3 separate regions of the Mus musculus genome follow, and regions 1 and 2 are each linked to region 3. Evidence: chromatin contacts called from public promoter capture Hi-C data. All regions are on one chromosome and are shown on one strand. The core of a region is the stretch at or near the end of the contact, and the rest is flanking DNA. Distances in the headings are between cores, read along the strand shown. Region 1 holds the start of Renbp (renin binding protein). Region 2 overlaps Mecp2 (methyl CpG binding protein 2). Region 3 holds the start of Ubl4a (ubiquitin-like 4A).

What was found. Promoter capture Hi-C pulls out the DNA fragments that hold promoters and counts their contacts. Capture Hi-C pulls out chosen DNA fragments and counts their contacts.
Region 1: a promoter capture Hi-C map of adipose tissue shows a contact between it and region 3. The contact joins the promoter of Renbp here to the promoter of Ubl4a in region 3. A contact is called at or near these places in 2 of 39 promoter capture datasets (liver and pre-B cells), 1 of 484 Hi-C or Micro-C datasets (natural killer cells), 4 of 115 datasets of contacts at active chromatin or transcription factors (embryonic forebrain, embryonic stem cells, memory CD8 T cells and 1 more) and 3 of 9 other capture datasets (adipose tissue, liver and macrophages).
Region 2: a contact with region 3 is called in a promoter capture Hi-C map of liver, with 2.7 times the contacts expected there. The contact joins the enhancer-like site here to the promoter of Ubl4a in region 3. A contact is called at or near these places in 3 of 39 promoter capture datasets (liver and pre-B cells), 1 of 115 datasets of contacts at active chromatin or transcription factors (bone marrow-derived macrophages) and 1 of 9 other capture datasets (adipose tissue).

Annotation. Positions count from the first base shown.
Region 1 is chrX:73,928,662-73,932,205 of GRCm38.p6, forward strand. It overlaps Renbp (renin binding protein), which reads right to left and starts at 2,189. Exons shown (of 11, transcript NM_023132.3): 1 at 2,053-2,189; 2 at 1,747-1,856; 3 at 1,526-1,601; 4 at 1,344-1,419; 5 at 1,020-1,192; 6 at 455-679. The coding sequence starts at 2,082.
Region 2 is chrX:74,043,312-74,046,652 of GRCm38.p6, forward strand. The region is part of intron 2 of Mecp2 (methyl CpG binding protein 2); the gene reads right to left. Among named protein-coding and RNA genes, the nearest start is that of Mir718, 21 kb to the left of the region's middle. Within about 2 kb of position 1,965, at least 12 of the 459 cell types and tissues checked have an H3K27ac peak or open chromatin away from gene starts, as enhancers often do. A contact at or near this core is called in liver, where this site is marked.
Region 3 is chrX:74,366,420-74,370,149 of GRCm38.p6, forward strand. It overlaps Ubl4a (ubiquitin-like 4A), which reads right to left and starts at 2,129. Exons shown (of 4, transcript NM_145405.2): 1 at 1,997-2,129; 2 at 1,734-1,839; 3 at 1,282-1,490; 4 at 1-1,167. The coding sequence starts at 2,044. The coding sequence ends at 1,057. Gm44504 (predicted readthrough transcript (NMD candidate), 44504) reads right to left here. Exons shown (of 6, transcript NR_103489.1): 4 at 1,997-2,339; 5 at 1,734-1,839; 6 at 1,028-1,167. Slc10a3 (solute carrier family 10 (sodium/bile acid cotransporter family), member 3) reads right to left here. Exons shown (of 3, transcript NM_145406.2): 3 at 2,798-3,730. The coding sequence ends at 3,032.

The DNA of each region.
Region 1 (3,544 bases), core at 939-3,438, 440 kb before region 3:
CCTACTCAATAGGTCTAAAGGGGCATTTTTGGTTGTATGTTTTGACATAGTCTTGGTAGCCCAGGCTGGTCTCAAACTATACAAGCAAGGCTGACCTTGAACTCTAAATTCTCCTGTTTCCACCTCCAGAGTTCTGGAATTACAGATATGTGTACCACGCCCTGCTCCAGAACATTTTTGGAATGGCTGATTGTCTCCCATGAACCCAGTAGGTTCTGATCCTTCTTGCTTAGGTCTGGGTCTCTCAAGTGAAGAGGGTAAAACCCTGAATGAGGAGACAGGCAAGACTGAGTTTGATGCCACAGAGGCATCAAAGGGAAGAACATAGATCAAGACCTCCTTTCCATAGCTCAGAATGTGTCTGTTGCTCTGGCCTCTTCTGTCTTAGGACACACCCATTTCCGCCCTCAGCAAGCTGGGCTCCACCTTCCTGAGGACCCTGGGTTGTGCCTACCTGGACATGCTGAAGAATCCTGTGGACACACCAGTCCCCTAGTTCTGCATACATGTTGGTCAGCTCCTCATCTTCTTCTCCAAGCTGCTCCACCAGGCTGAGCAGCATCATGGGCACTGCCATGGGCTCTGTGGCCAGTGCCCCTGAGAGCTGAGGCCGGCCCAACCCAGCCGGGTCCTCCCGTACCCAGTGGATGATCTGATCCATCATCTCTATGGCTTCACTCTGTGAGGAGACCAGAGAGGCTGCCCTGTCCCAGCACATACTTCTTCCCCCAAGGACTCAGGGCTCAGCTTCTTCTCCCAATACTATTTTCGGGGACTCTGGGATTCAGGTCACTCTCAGGCAGAAGGGCCCAGTGAAGAAAGCGAAAACCTTTTCTACCTGGACACAGGGCACTGTTTGCCCAGGGTCCCTTTAGGGTTAGGGTTAGAGAGCGCTGAGGAAACATGTGGTCACAAAATGGTAGGAAACGAGTAAATGGGTCTTGTGGCAGGTTCCCAGGCCTGTCATTAGAGTACACTCATGTCCAACAGCCTGTGATCCCCTACAGGCTCCTACATACCTGATAACGCACTTCCCCCGTTACTTTCCACAGTTCATTCATGGCCATGGTGTAGAAGCACTCGCTGAAAATGGTCCGCTGCACCTTCACTGGCCGGCCATCCCGAGTCAGCACAAAAGCACATTTCTTGCCAGGTGGTGCCACCCGGGCATAACGCAGCAAAAATTCACCACCTGGTGGTTGGAAAGTATGCATGGTAGGTAAGGACTCTGAATATACTGCCTCTTGGAACCTGCCAGTCCCTTTCCTCTTCTAGAGCCCTTTAGATACATTGAATACATAACCCACTGAAGCCCCTGGGGAGATAGGGCTAGGAGAGGGGACCTGCTCTTGCTGCATCCAGAAGCTCAACACGGCGGAAGCGCTCAAAACTGCGGTATAAGCGACAATACATCCATACCTGTGAGGGAACACAGTTTAGAGAGGAGTAGCTGGGGTGGAGGGAATCCTAAGTATCCCTGGGTATACCCTATTGTTGTGTGAACACCTTAAGTGTGCAAACTGACCTGCCTCCCCTGCAGCCAAACATATTTGAGGTGATCATATACCTTCCCATCACGGCCAAGACATGTGAAGAAGCCCCTGTGAGACAAGTGTTGTCAGAAAGTGAAGGAAAGAGCCGTTCTCCATAGCTTCACTACTCTCCTCAGGTCAGTAGATCTGTGTGTCACCTCCAAGTGAGATAGGGGGAGGGGGGCCCTAGGAGGATCATGGCAGGATAGCTAACCCGTGTTCCTGGTCATGGGAATGCTCCATCCAGAAAGCGATCACACGATCAAGCTCTTGTTCCACACGCTTCTTCCAGACCTGCAGTGTCTCCCGTTCCTTCTCCATGTCCTGTGAAGTGAATCAGGGCAGAGCAGGGAAGCACAGCTCTTCCTTCACAGGGACTTCCTGAACCAACTCGAGTAGGCCCCAGAGCTACTTGATTCCACCCCACCACCACAGGGCCTCGAGCCAAGGATACAGTACTCCCACCTCTTCAATGGGCTTCTGACCCCACCATTAGTTGGAACCATCCACTACCACATACCTGTAACATTAGGAGTCCTAGGTCCATCATCTGCTTTCCTCCAGGAATTCAGACTTGGTCGCGATCCCGTGACTATCACTCAGCTGACCGAGCAGTGTCCCACCCACCTGATCCTCTTCAGAGTTCCGAAGGGCCCCGAGTTGGGGGCGGGACGAAGGGCGGGGTTTCAAACCCCGCCTTCTGCTCTTCTAGGCCTGGACTGAGCAGTCAAGCTCTAGATCCCCCTGGTGGGAACTGGGTGAGGAAGTCTGGCCTTATGAGGAGGGAGTAGGTAGGAGACTGAATCTGGGCCTGGCAGCTGAGGCTGGTGATCTCAACAGATTGTGAAGTTAGGGTGCCCCTGGAATGACTGAATCCTGAGACCCTGTGACCCCATATTGTCGGCAAGCCCTTTCCTTTAGCTTCAGCTGTCTGAGTCCAGTAATTTACAACCATTAGCCCTGGTTGCCAGTTGCTGGATACTTCACCCCCAAGGATGATTCTGGAAAAACAGGTGATAACCATGCAGAGTAGAGTGGGCATCCTCCAGCTCTCTGGCCCTTCCTCCTAGGTACACAGTATAGGTTGGCTCTGTGACAGGCTGGTTAATCTGTTCCCCATTCTTGCTACCCACTGGGCACCCTCATTGCTCAGCAGAATTCTGTGGAGTGAGAATTTCAACCAGAATGCCAGAGGTACTTGTTCTGATTTTCTTTTGTCTTTTTTTTAAAACATTTTTTAAGATTTATTTATTATTTATTATATGTAAGTACACTGTAGCTGTCTTCAGACACTCCAGAAGAGGGCGTCAGATCTCATTACGGATGGTTGTGAGCCACCATGTGGTTGCTGGGATTTGAACTTCGGACCTTCAGAAGAGCAGTCTGGTGCTCTTACCCACTGAGCCATCTCACCAGCCCTTCTTTTGTCTTTTTTTATTTGTTTGTTTGTTTTTTCGAGACAGGGTTTCTCTGTGTAGCCCTGGCTGTCCTGGAACTCACTCTGGGGACCAGGCTGGCCTCGAACTCAGAAATCTGCCTGCCTCTGCCTCCCAAGTGCTGGGATTAAAGGCGTGAGCCACCACTGCCTGCATTTTCTTTTGTCATTTTATTTTATGTTTCAGTGTTTTGTTGTTGTTGTTGGTGGTGGTGGTTTATTTTTTGTTTGCTTTTGCTTTTGCCTCTATGTATGTCTGTGCACCACATGCATGCAGTATCCTTAGAGGCCAAAAGAGGGTATTGGATCCTCTGGACCTGGACTTACAGCTGGTTGTGAGTCTCCACGTGGGTTCTGGAAATGGAACCTGGGGCCTCTGGAAGAACAGACAGTGCACTTAACTGCTGAGTCATCACTCCAGTTCCTTGAACATGTTCTTAATGATGGACTGCAACCCAGGAGTGTAAAGTAACTAGACTTCCTGACTCATCAATGCTGCTTTGGGAGTTGGTCAGTAAAAAGAATTCAGTTTCTAGATATGGTTATGTTCTTGTGCTACCTGCCCCTTCCCAGCTGT
Region 2 (3,341 bases), core at 715-3,214, 320 kb before region 3:
GTGAACATACATTTTAGTTCTCTTCTACCTATAAACCTAGGAGTGATTACTACAGTACATGGTTACTCTTATGTTTAACCTTCTGAGAAGCTGCCAGACTGCTTTTCCTTTAGAGGTACTTCAAATGTTCTGGAACTAGATAGAAGTAAAGTGGGGTGGCAGAAATGCTTCTTGAATGCTCAGTAGCTAGTGGTGGGTTTAAATAGAAGTGATCCTAGAACCAGGGTATGGTAGTACATGCCAGTAGTGTAAGACTTTTAGGAACATTATGTGTTGCTTCATCTCACTCACTCATGCATTATCCAATGTCCCTTAAACATCAATGTATCTTGTTCATGCTTACACTTGGGCCATCAATAAGACTCTACCTGCATAAAGCATCTGTTGCTGCTTTTTCTGATATGGTTGGTATTCCAAAATAAAAGCTTTGGTAAACATAAAAGATAGATGCCAGGAGCTAGGGAAGACTCATCAAGTAGCCAGAAAGGCTCCAGAACAGGGGTAAAATGGCTACTCTAGGACTCACTGGGAAATCAGGCCAAGATTACAAACTTGGTAAAGGCAAAAGATTCAGGTAGGGTGTCTTTCCCACAGACTGACCTCATAAATGAGATAAGAGGGAAAATGTCAGAATCACTGTTTATACAAACATTTTCCATTCATTCATTCATTCATTCATTCACTCACTCATTCATTCCTTCTTTTGAGATTCAGATTCAGGAAGCTCATTGATAAACCATGTTTCAAGGGAGAAAGGCAGAAGAAAGTGACAGAGCAGGGCACCTGATATTCTCTTCTAGCTTTTGAGAAGCCTATATTATAAGCAACTTCTGTTTCCTCACTTTCCTTTGGGCCTTTGATTCTGTGTTCTAACAGGTTTCTCCTCCTCTTCTTGTAGTTCAGAGACTGAGGAAAAGGAGGTCCAGTGACCCGCCCAAATTTGGATCCATCTCTAGGGGAAGCTCCAAGGCCTGACACTATTACTGATACTATGGTGTGCTTACAGACAGGAGCCTAGCATGGCTGCCCTCTAAGAGGCCCAAAAAGCATCAGACTGAGACAGATGCAGATATTTTTTTTTCGAGATAGGGTCTCTCTGTGTAGCCCTGGCTGTCCTGGAACTCACTCTGTAGACCAGGCTGGCCTCGAACTCAGAAATCCGCCTGCCTCTGCCTCCTGAGTGCTGGGATTAAAGGCATGAGCCACCACACCCAGCTCAGATGCAGATTCTTACACCCAACCAATGAACTGAAGTCAGGGTCTCCTGTAAGGGAGAGGCTGGAAGAAGTTCAGGAGGAGGGTAGCCCCATAGGAAGACCAGCAGTCTCAACTAACCTGGACTCCAGAGATCTCTCAAGACACTGAGCCACTGACCAGGCAGCATACAGCAGCTGATATGAGGACCCCAACACATATACAGCAGAGGACTCCTGGTCTGGCCTCAGTGAGAGAAGATGCACCTAACCCTCAAGACTTGAGGCCCCAGGGAGTGGGGAGGCCTGATGGGGTAGGGACATCCTCTTGGAGACGGGGGAGGAGGAATGGGATGAGGAACTGTAGGAAGGAGGATCGGGAGGGGGATAAAAACTGGACTGTAAAAAAAAAGATTAAAGATAATAAATAATAACAAATGTATTTATACATATGCCCATGTTTGGGTTTGTGCATGTGTGGCTGGAACTGGATTCTCTGGAGCTGGGGTTACAGGAGACAAAATCTGCCTAATGTGAGTGCTATAAATTGAAGTCTTGTCCTCTGCAAGAGCAGCAAGCTCTCTTAACTGCTAAGCCATCTCCCCAACCCTCTTCTTGGTATTTTAAAGACAAGAGTCTCTTTAACCCTAACCCTAAAATCACTCAGTAAGTAGACACACTCTAAGTCCTTTTGCCAATCTGATCTGGGGCAGCTGTCCTTGCCTCTGCAACTCTGCTTGCAGGAAACACTGGGCAGAACTTTGGCTTTGGAGCTCATCTTTCTGGCAGCCTGCCCACTCCTCTTATCAGGTGAGGGAACGATGGCAGAGCCTGATCCACATCCTTGCACAGGAGTTCTTTTTTTTTTTTCCATTTTGATAGCTACACAGTCTTTATTATAATCATTCAACTTATGAGCTGTAGCAGAGACATAGACAAAAACAATGCATAAAGAAATGGATGAGCTGAGTTCTAGTAGAATTTTATATGCAAAAAACAAGCAGTGGCAGGCCAGGTATGGTGACACATAACTATAATTCCAGCACTCTGGAGATTGAGGCAGCAAGATCAGAGGTTAGAGGCCAATCTGGGCTATGTAGCAAGACTGTCACAAATAAACCAAATCAAATCAGGCAGTGAGCCAGAGCTAACTCTAGGGATGTGGTTCACCAGCTGCTATGTTAATTGAAGAGAAGCTACGTAAACAAGCAACTGGTATTTTCAGTGATTATAGAAGTTATTTGGCCTCCACTCAAACTCCTAAGGTAGAGCGAGAAGTTCTCCAAACACAAAATGTTACCTGGAGACTGTGGAGTCACAGAAGAGGTACAAGATAACAGTTTTCTAAAGAACTGAACATAATGTCAAAAAAAGACGACTTGTTACTGGCCATAACAATGTGAAGGTCCACTGGAGACTGATAAGGCCAATTCATGGAACACAGGAGTGTTTATATGTCTTTATAAAGTTGATTACAGGAGGTGAGGGACCCAATTATAGGAGGTGAGGGAAGGGTCCATGAACAGAGAATGCTGGGAGAGTTTGATTAAAAGGGGACAGAGTAGAGATTAGACAGAGGCTAAAGAAGGTTTGCATAGCTAAGCAGGAAATTCTAAAACACATTTTTATGGTGATAAGTGTGATTCATGAGAGGAGAGAATACAAATGAAGTCCCAGGGACATGGAAGAGCAGTAGACACCACAAGCCGGACAGACAGGAAATCCTTGTCATCATGAGGTCTGCATTAGGCTCTATGGGTGGAACAGGTTTTAGTTATGACAAAGTCCAGTCCTTGAGTATGAGGATGTGTGCCTGAGGTCACTGGAATGGAGGTGGTCAAGGAGATGGAAAGTCTGACACTAGGAAGGTTGTCAACATGTTCAATATAGTCACCTTCAGGATGAGAGGGGCTGAGACAAAGAGATAGAAGCTATGGGTGTAAAAATGTTCTGTTTCTAAAGTACACAGGATAGGAAACAATCAACCAGCTGCTGTTGGAAGAGGGGCAAATTTGGCATGAGGTGTGGGTGTACAGAGAAAAGGGACTCTAACCTGAATAGGGAAGAGTCTAGAAAGAAAAGCAAGATTCACACTAGAGGGGCCTTGGGTTTAAAGCAGGGGAGAGATCAATCTGACTACAGAGATTG
Region 3 (3,730 bases), core at 879-3,378:
TCAAAGGAACTAGTCCTTACATGACCTTTAGCACCCAGGCATAGGTACAATAAAAAGAGGAATCACAGCCTTCAGCATACATATCTTTCTCAGCACCCTGAGTTTCTTCTTAAGCAATGAAGGTGTGCAAAGTAAAAGCCCCTGTATACAGGTGGCAGAGGAAGCATCCATTTCATACTGTGGGTGAGCACTGGATAAGGAGACCAAGGCAGAGTGTTCTAGTTGTGACACTGCCTTTCTGAGTCACCTGTTGTCCCTCATGGGTGAGACCTACTTCCAGAAAGAGCCAAGCAAATAGGGTGCTCCAGAGAAGAGCTATGCTACAAAGGCCCAGGATACTCCATCTAGTGGCCCATGCTTGGCTATCACTTCACTTTTGCTTTCTGAACACAAGGTGGAACTGCAGGTGATGAGAGCAAAGACTCCCACCTTGAACTGATAAAGGAGAAAGGAAACTTATTCAGGTCAGAGGAGTGCCTAACATGGGACAGATTCACTTTGGTTGGGGACCAAAGTGGCATAGAAACATGACTCAAACTATGATGGAGCTGGGGTATCTTTCTGATCCTCCAGCCCCTTAACCTGCTTGTTATTCAAGAGCACACTGGCTGCAGCAGTGGAGGGGCCCTGGATAGCTAACACTTGGCCTCCTATAGAGATTTGCCAAGGGACACACCAGAGGGCAGGTGACAGGAACTAGTGGTTTCCTGAGGGAGTCTTTTGAGGGTGTATGCTGAGTGGGCTAAATGGGAATACTAAGACCCATCTCTGAAAACAGCACACTCTTTCTCCTACAGAGGCACTTCTATAGGCTGGCTAGACTTGGACCCTGTCTGTCCCAAGCCATTGCTAGGTGTCTCTACAGTGCAGCCTCAACTTTGCTGTGGGAGGCAGAAGAGAACTCAGGCCATGTACTTTGAGTACCTAGCACCTAGCAAGAGCTGGATACATACCAGCTATTATTATCACTATGAGCCAAACTGCGACATGAGAACACATTTAATGCAACATGCAGCTGTGGCCTGACCTGGGATTTCTCCCCACAATCCCAGAATGCTATTTGCAGAACCCTTTTTCCATAGCCTCAGTCACTTCAGGGTGTAGAAAGCGGCTGGCCAAACGTTCGATGTCATCCAGTGTTAGGCGGCTCAAGGACCTGTCATAATCCTGAGGAGAGAAGACCGAGTGTATTCAGAGAGGCCAGTGGGGAAGGCGTATGCTGCATTAGGTAGGGGACGGGTAGAAACATTAAGAATGGAGGGCCAGCATTACTCTTCTCACCCTCTGTAGTTGTTCCAGGACCCTGCTGGCATCTGCTACACTGAAGTGACGGGCCAGGACTTTGGAGATCAGCTGCCAGATGGGGGTGGCTGGGGAGTCGACCAGTCTGTGGGCAGACCCTTCTTCCAGTAGCACCTTCTCCAAAGGCTTAACAACTAGGTTGAGCTTAGAATTGGGCCCAATGTTGTAATCTGACAGTCGTTTTTCATCTGCCAAAGAGAGATTGGTGTGGTTCCTTCCTCACTGATGTGGAGGTGGCTGGGAAGCAATCCTGCCACAGACAGCCAGAGTGAAGCACTGCAGCATCTGGCTATGGGGTGGTGGGGTGGTGATGGCTCAGCTACTTTTCTGAGGTCCAGTGGCAGCCAGTGCCCCGATCCACTACACTGGCCTGTACATCCCGTCCCCCAGCTTTCTGTAAAGCTCCCTGGATGGCTCCTTTCCCTGATTACCTGCTAGGGCCTTGCCCTTGAACAGCAGACGTTGCTGGCGCACAGGGACATTCAGCTTATCCGAGACCAGGTGCTTCAGTGTAGACACTAGCTCGTCCTCCGCCACCTGATCCGGCCGAGGTGGAGAGGCAAGGGCTCAGCCCGAATTCCCTGGGCGGTGAAGCCCTCGCACCCCCTCCTGAGGTCAGCTCTCCCGGCCTCCCCCACCCGCCCTCGGCCCCCAGCGGCAGGAGTGAGTGCAGCAGCCTGCGGGGTGACTTTACCTGTAGGCTACATTCCCGGCCCTGGAGCGCCTTCACGGTCAGCTGCATGGTGTCCACGGCCCAGTCCACTACGGCCAACGCAAACACCAACGGTCCCCTGCCGCGCGCCGCCGCCCCGGAACCGCCCGCCGCCGCCGGAAGCCGTGAAAGGGGCGCGCCCGCCTCGTGGCTCCCGCCTGCGCATTCTTCAGTCCCGCCTCCCGGCCTTCGCTTCTGCCCCGGCCGTGCCTTGGGTAGAGTCCACCACCTGGGCTTAATGGCGCGGGGACGTGGGGATGCCCCGCCCACTGGGATCCAAGTGAGGTACCTGTGGGGCCAGGCTTGCTTAGTCTGGGAGCTGTGGCTTGAAAGGAAGGACCAGAATGTCAGCCTCACTCCAGGCCCGGCCTGTGCTAATTCCCACCCTGCTGGTGGACCAAGTCAATGCAAACACGTGGTGGTGTCTCTCAGATACAGAAATGGTCCAGTCCTGCCTGTCATAGCTTAATGGCTTTCTACTTCCTTTCTAGTCTGGCTGCAAAAATATCCTGACTGAAGCTCGGAAGTAGTGCTCTCTTCACTCCTTATAGTGCAGAGGTCTGCCCTGTTAGGTAGGGCTGTTAGAGCAAAGCCTTTGTAGATCTGAGGATACAGCTCAAAGGTACATGTCTACCATGTGCAAAACAGAGTGAGGAGGAGAAAGTGGGTTCTGTGCAGGGTCACCAAGCTGGTTCACTGTTCTGGCCCATATCCGCCCAGACACACTCTTCTTACCCCAATCCACAGGCTCCAAGGGACAGACTGGAAGGGACCCGAGCTTGCTTTTGTTTTTTTGGTTTTTTTTTATTGAAATATATTTCTGGGCAATACCCAACTATCTAACTCAGCATGGCCTCTTTGGCACTGAAAGCTGGGGCGAAAAGGAGTAAAAAAATAAGCCTGGATTTGTCTTGAGTGCATAGTGCATGAGAACTAAAGGCCTTTGGTACGGTACACAAGAACTGTGGGAAGAGAGGAGTATGGGGGCTGGAAGTTATAAAACTTGATCCAGAGGGCTCAGGGAACAGGAAACAAGATGCTATAGATGAACTGGCCAATAACCAAAGCCAACATCTCGGAGGTACCACTCAGTGCCACAATGAAAGGGGCCTGAGAGGCATAGTCTGCTTGAAGGCGGCGCAGAGACAGCTGTAGCATGGCTAAGGCTAGCAGGCTGTTTTGCACCCCTACCTCAATGCTGACTGTTCGTCGCTGAGCCACTGGCAGCTTCAGGCAGATGGCCAGGCTGTAGCCCACCAAGAGGCCAACAAGAGGCACTGTGAAACCCACCAGTACAATGGGTAACCTGACTCCCACTAGGATGAAGACCCCCATGTGGTAGGCCAGGAACAGGCCACCCAGGAGAAGTATAAAGCTGAAGGGCTTGATGACCTGTAACAGTAGTTCAGAGAACTTGGGGAGCTTAGATTTGATCACCACACCCGCTGCTATGGGGATGGCGATAAACAGCAGGGTCCCCAATATCTTGGAGATGGGCACGTGGAGTGTTTCATGGATGCTGAGAAGGTAGCTGTAGATGGCTGATGAGAGTGGTAGGAAACCAGTGGCAGCTACTGTTGAGATGAAAGTCATGGAGATGGCCAGGGTGACATCTCCTCCAAGGAGGAGACTGAAGAGGTAGCTCCCTCCACCACCAGGTGATGAGCAGGTAATGATGAGGCCCAGAGCTAAGGCCTTGGGTAGCATGAAGACTTT